2 separate regions of the Rattus norvegicus genome follow, and region 1 is linked to region 2. The links are chromatin contacts, called in public Hi-C maps. All regions are on one chromosome and are shown on one strand. Each heading gives the region's core, a stretch centred on a gene start, on an enhancer-like site or on the middle of the called end of the contact. The rest is flanking DNA. Distances are from core to core; before and after follow the strand shown.

The links. A called contact is a pair of places that touch in the nucleus more often than the background predicts.
Region 1: a Hi-C map of liver shows a contact between it and region 2, with 5 times the contacts expected there. The contact joins the promoter of Mboat1 here to the enhancer-like site in region 2. A contact is called at or near these places in 6 of 12 Hi-C or Micro-C datasets (the A7r5 cell line, Schwann cells, kidney and 2 more).

The regions. Positions count from the first base shown.
Region 1 is chr17:34,652,317-34,655,469 of GRCr8, reverse strand. It overlaps Mboat1 (membrane bound O-acyltransferase domain containing 1), which reads left to right and starts at 1,772. Exons shown (of 13, transcript NM_001109120.1): 1 at 1,772-2,052. The coding sequence starts at 1,957.
Region 2 is chr17:34,525,507-34,528,648 of GRCr8, reverse strand. No RefSeq gene overlaps it. Among named protein-coding and RNA genes, the nearest start is that of Agtr1a, 92 kb to the right of the region's middle. Within about 2 kb of position 1,573, at least 1 of the 93 cell types and tissues checked has an H3K27ac peak or open chromatin away from gene starts, as enhancers often do. A contact at or near this core is called in liver, where this site is marked.

The DNA of each region.
Region 1 (3,153 bases), core at 523-3,022, 130 kb before region 2:
ATCATCATATCATCATCATCAGTGTCATCATCATCATATCATCATCATCATCATCAATGTCATCATCATCATCATATCATCATCATCATCATCAATGTCATCATCATCATCATATCATCATCATCAATGTCATCATCATCATCATCATATCATCATCATCATCATCATCATCATCATCATCATCATCTTGTAAAGATGCTGAGAAATAGCTTCAGCCTCAGTGTCTCTCCTCTGAGGAAGACTTCATGTTCAGTTACTTCCCACTCCTACAGAAAGGCTCTGATTTCCAGTCGCTCCATGGTCCAAGCAAAGGCTGCAGGGGCTGGCAAGATGTCTCAGTGGTTAAGGCCATTAAGAATGTTTCCGACTCCTCTGGAGGACTGGACTTCAGTTGCCAGCACTCATGATGAACTGCCCACTACTGCCTGTAACTCCATCTCTGACTGTCTTCTTCAGCTTCCACAGGCTGGAGCAGACACACAGACACAGACACAGACACAGACACAGACACAGACACAGACACAGACACAGACACACACACACAGACACAGACACAGACACACACACACACACACACACACACACACACACACACACACACACACAGAGGGATCTCTCAGTTTCTGACTTCCTTTCTCTCCAGTATGTAGGTTCCTGGGTGTTTCTCAAACTTCCATTATGAGCAGCTACTCTAACACTAGGCTAGATGTAGCAGAAACCTGTGGGGTGCTGGAAGGGTCTCTCTGATGTTTTAAAATATCTATCAGTGAGTTGAAAAGGATTTCTCAAGAAATAGCGATACAGAGCTGTTTCAGCAAGTGGAAGATCTGTCAGCGCGTGCGTAGTAAACAGAGCTTACTGGAGAGAAAATCCAGAGTGAAATGAGACAAGTCACAGAAGCTAGCTGTCTGCAGTGTCTGCTTGCAGGAAGCAGGGGCAGTGGATTAGAGTGATGGAAACTGTGGCTTAACCAGAGAAGGTAAAGAAAGGACCCTTGGGTGCCGTAGAGATGGCTCAGGACCTAAGAGCAATTGCTTTTGCTGCAGAGGACCTGAGTTCAATTTCCAGCACCCACATGGTGGCTCACAATTACCTGCAACTCCATGGTCTCCTCCAGTCTCCAGAGGCAACCACTCACAAATACACACACATATATGTAAAGTAAAATAAACGAGGAGAGAGAGAGAGAGAGAGAGAGAGAGAGAGAGAGAGAGAGAGAGAGAGAGAGAGAGAGAGAGAGAACGAGCCAGACAGGAGGACCAGGAATTCAGAACACAACCAACCAAACAAACAACAACACGGGAGAAAAATAGATAGGGAAGGAGGGATGGAGGGAAGGAGGTAGCAGGAGGAGGAGAGGGGAGAAGGAGCAGAAGGAGAAGAATAATTTAGAGTGGAGCTTTATGGTTGGTGCACACCTGTAATTCCAGTATTTGGAAGTTCAGGGACAGTCTGGGCTACAGGAGATCCTGCCTCTAAATTGCAAATAAATAAATCTTTAAAATGTGAACAGAATGGCGGTGTTGGCTAGCTCGAAGGTCTCTTCTGGCTTCCGGAGTAGCAGCAGGAGCCAGGCCTGAAAAAAAGTGCACAGGACACCCCAGCTGCTTGGGAGGAGGGTGAGATGGCACCCAAGGAACCCGGATCGGGCCGCTGACTGCCGCGGTGAAGGCCGGAGAGCTGGGGAACAGGCAGGGCGTCTCCTGGCTGCCCGGGGCCGGGCTCCTGGGGATCCGCGCCCCTCTCCGTCTGGCTCCTCCTCCGGGGCGTCCCCGACTGCTGGCCAATGGGCGGCAGGCGCCGTGGAGCGGGAAGCAGAACGCAGGGGCCCTGCCCTCCCAGGCGCAGGGTCCCGCAGCGCCAGGTCCGCGCCCTGGAGTCGGAGCCAGGTTCCCGCGAGCCCTCGAGGTGGCCAACGTGCAGCTCCGGGGCGACAGAGCACGCTGAAGATGCAGGATGGCAGCGCGGTCGCCCGCCAGCCTCTCCTATCGCACCACGGGCTCCACCTGCCTGCACCCGCTCAGCCAGCTCCTTGGCATCCCGCTAGATCAGGTAACAGCGTCCCACCGGCCATGCAGACCGGATTGCGACCAGGTCTTCGCTCACAGCCTAGTTTACGGCCTTGAACCCTACACGTGCGAGAGCTTTTTCTTTCTCTTTTTTTCTGAGTCGGTTGCTTTTTGTGTGTGAAAACTATCGGTCCACCTATGTTAGCAAGTTGGACTGAACTTAAGTTTTGGTCTGTGATCGAATTCTTTAGAGGCGTGATTTATGAATCCAGCATCTCCCCACCAGTATAGTTAAGTCTTTGTGAGTTTTAAATTTAGGCGATCCTACTTTAAGACTAAGTCTGATCAAGCTGGGTGTGGTAGATCACGCCTTTAATCCTAGTTCTTCAGAGCCCAGGGCAGAAAAATTGCTGCGAATTCCTGTCTTCTCTGTCTAGGGTGCAGAGTGAGAAGCCTCAATCCTCAAACAAAACCAAACAAAAAGTAAAAAGCCTGACTAACCAGATGTGTAGGTATACAGTAAGGGATATGGTGATGACGTTTTTGTTTTGTTTGTTGAAACAGCATCTGGCCCTGTAGCCCAGACCGCCTTGGCACTCACTGAAGTTCAGGCTGACATAGAAGTCTCTATTTTGTCTAGGCTGGGCTAGAACTTGTGGCCATCCTCTTGCTACAGTGTTGAGATGCTTTTCTGAGGGTCTTTATTACTCAGTTCTCATTCATCCCTGTTGTGAGAAGCTGTTGTGTAGGGCAGGTCCTGGGAGGAGAGGGGATACGGGGGACTGCTCAGGAATCCCCTGCTACATTACAGGTAAAACTGGCAACGGTAACCTGGAAAGGAATCTTGCCAAAGACAGCTGGGGTGTAGTTCGGTGGTTAGAGTCCTGGAGGGTCTGGTCTGGCTGTTGGCCTCAGTACTAGGGAAAGAAAAATCTTCCTGAGGTGTGTGTAGTCTTGCATTATTTCCTTTGTGCCCTCAGGCTATCTATGTCCCCTGTGTAGGATGCTTAATGGTTTAAATGGAATCAGGCAGGACAGGTTGCAGTAAGACCCTGCTCTTTTTACTAATCTGTTTCCACTGAATTTCCCCAGTCGAGCTTCATTTGCTGGTATTGAGGCGCTTGTATTTCCAGCACTAGGGAAA
Region 2 (3,142 bases), core at 324-2,823:
GACAACCCATACACATATCTCGGCACTGGTAGAATCCAAATGTCCAGAGCATGTACAGTTCATTCCGATGTTCCGATTTTATCGCTGGGCAACAAAACTGAAATGGGAACTCTGAGTGACTGCATAATGTAATTCTGTCCTTTAAAAGCCAAAGCTTGAAGCAGTGGTTTGCCAACTGGAGCCTTTCCCCTGCCCCTTTCTTTCTTTTCAAAGACAAAGACTCACATAACCCTGCCTGGCCTCTAACTCTTACCTGGACAAGGATCATTTTAAGCTTCTGATCCTCCTGCCTCCACTCAGTTAGTGCTGGGATTACAGTGCTCGTGTATGCAGTGCTAGAGGTAGAGCCCATGTCTTCCTGCAGGCCAGGAGAACACCACTGAGCTATGTCTCCAGCTGCAAGTTGGATTCTCATGCTAACCCCTCACCCATACCAGTATGCAAAGGCCTGCTGTAAATGTGTGACACATAAACTCACAGCAGTAGTTTGGTCTTCGGTTCCAGCAGGAAGTCTGAGCAGTATTCCAAGAAGAAAGCGGTTAAACCCAGACCTGCTGCCTTTGGGACTTTGCTGAATCAGTTTCCTGTGAGTCCCGGGCAGCTCCCATCGGAGAATGACAGCAAAGAGCAGGAGGAAGCTCTGTAAAGAGCCAGTGCAGGAGTGGAAACGGTGGTGCGGAAGCTTAGTTTTGATTTGAAACAGGGTCTCCTGTTGCCCCAGCTGCCTTGAGATTCCTGGGCGCAAGAATGCTCCTGCCTCAGTTTCCCCACACTTAGGACTACACTGGCCTTTGCTTTTCCTTTTGCAAAGCAGCTTGGGAAAGAAGGAAAGGAGTGAGTGATTGCTGGGTTAATGATTTCCTAGCTTCCTAAGCTTCAGTGTGTGTGTGTGTGTGTGTGTGTGTGTGTGTGTGTGTGTGTGTGTGTGTGCTGCATGTGTCATGTTGCATGCATGTGCAGAGGTCAGAGCACAAGTCTGTAGAGTTAGTTCTCTCCTTCCACCTCTATGTGAGTTCTGAGTACTTGGATAAGGAGAATTGTGTATATTGAGGGTTTGGGGGTGGGGAGATGATTGGACCAATAAGAACTCTTGCTGCTTTACCAGAGGATTGGTTTCTAGCACTCACACCACGCAATGTAATTCACAACCACCCGTAACCCTAGCTTTAGGAGATCAGAAGCCCTTTACAGGCCTCTGAAGGCATGCGGACGGACAGACAGACAGACAGACAGACACACACACACACACACACACACACACACACACACACACACACACCAACATTGAGGGAGAGAGAGAGGAATTTTAAATCTTTCTATTTTTATTTTATATGTATGAATATTCGCCTGCATGTATGTATGTGCACTAAGTTTGTTCACATGCCCAAGAAGCCAGAAGAAGGCTTGGCCAAGCACTCCCTGAGCCACCTCTCCAGCTACTGAAACAAGTCTTTTTTAAAGGGGGATAAAAAGCACCTCTCTTCGCTGAGTGATCCCCCTGGCCCTCAGGCTAACCTAAAGTCTACTCTTGCAATGTGGGTTTGAGGGGAAGCAATGCCAGAGTACCTGAGTGCTTACTAACCATCTCAGTTGGCCAGCTACCAATCTTTGCATGAATGAGATTTCTCTGAAGTGGCATGAAAGAGCGGCCTCTTGTGGCCACTTTCAGTAATTTCAGGTGGCTGGCTCTGCTTGTTAAATTCCAATGTTCCTTTGTGGTTCCATTCACACCAGGGTTGCACTCTTTAACCTCTCTGCTACCCCCTTCGAACTGTAGCTGCTAGTCTGTCATAGAAAAGACCACGTTCTTATCGAGTGGAATGCTGAAAACAATGATGACCCCAGTTGCCTCTTCCTACTTTAGTTACAAATATGGAATGGTGGGTAGACTTAAAAAAGCAGACGCATTGGAGGTGAAACCAGCTACAGGTTAAGGTTTATGCTTCAAGTTTGCTGTGTGACCTTCGAGAACATGAACAGCCTTTCTTTCTTTTCTTTTTTTCCTGTTTTTACTAAATTTGGTATTTCTTATTTCAAATGTTATTCCCTTTCCCAGTTTCCTGTCCATCAGCCCCCTAACCTGTCCCCCTCCCCTTCTATAGGGTTGTTCCCCTCCCCATCCATTCCCCATTACTGCCCCCCCACAACAATCCCCTACATTGGGGGTCCAACCTCGGCAGGACCAAGGGCTCCCCTTCCACTGGTGCCCCAACAAGGCTATTCTCTGCTACATATGCAGTTGGAGCCCTGGGTCAGTCCATGTGTAGTCTTTGGGTAGTGGCTTAGTCCCTGGAAGCTCCGGTTGCTTGGCATTGTTGTTCTTATGGAGTTGCAAGCCCCTTCATTTCTTTCAATCCTTTCTCTAATTCCTCCAACAGGGGGCCCATTCTCAGTTCAATGGTTTGCTGCTAGCATTTGCCTCTGTATTTGACATGCTCTGGCTGTGTCTCTCAGGAGAGGTCTATATCCGGTTCCTGTCGGCCTGCACTTCTTAGCTTCATCCATCTTATCTAATTTTGGTGGCTGTATATGTATGGGTCACATGTGGGACAGGCTCTGAATGGCCATGAACAGCCTTCTGCACTTGTCCTGTTAAGTGAGTCAGTATCTAATGTGAGTTTTAAATGAGATAGTGTGAGGAACTGAGTCAAAGATTCCTGCAGTGATTGTATAGTTTAAATACGTCGTTGTGAAATTCTTTTGATTATCACTTTTCTTCCTGTAAGATTACGGGACATATAAGATGACCACATGTTGCTTGTCTTTTAACCTTTTATTTATTTACTTAACATTTTATTATTTATTTATTGTTTTCTAGGTAATTCATTTTGAGTGACTAGTTTCTGGAGGAAAATGCAGGCCTTTGATAGTTCCTTTGCTGACAATTTAATGTTCTGGTCCTGGTGGCTTGGGCATATTTCTGAACCAAGAAAGAAGCTCATTCTGGGAAAATTTAATCTTTACGTCTGTAATCTGTTAGAGGTTGCAACAAACAGCTCCTGGCTCACGTATGACGCGACAGCACAGTCACCTGTGTGCTCCTGCCTGGGGCCACTCGGCTCAGCCATGCTGTGGCTTAAGCTGGCTCTCTCCCTTTCTCTTCCTGCCTCCTTTGTTTTTCAACAAAACACTAGGACCTACG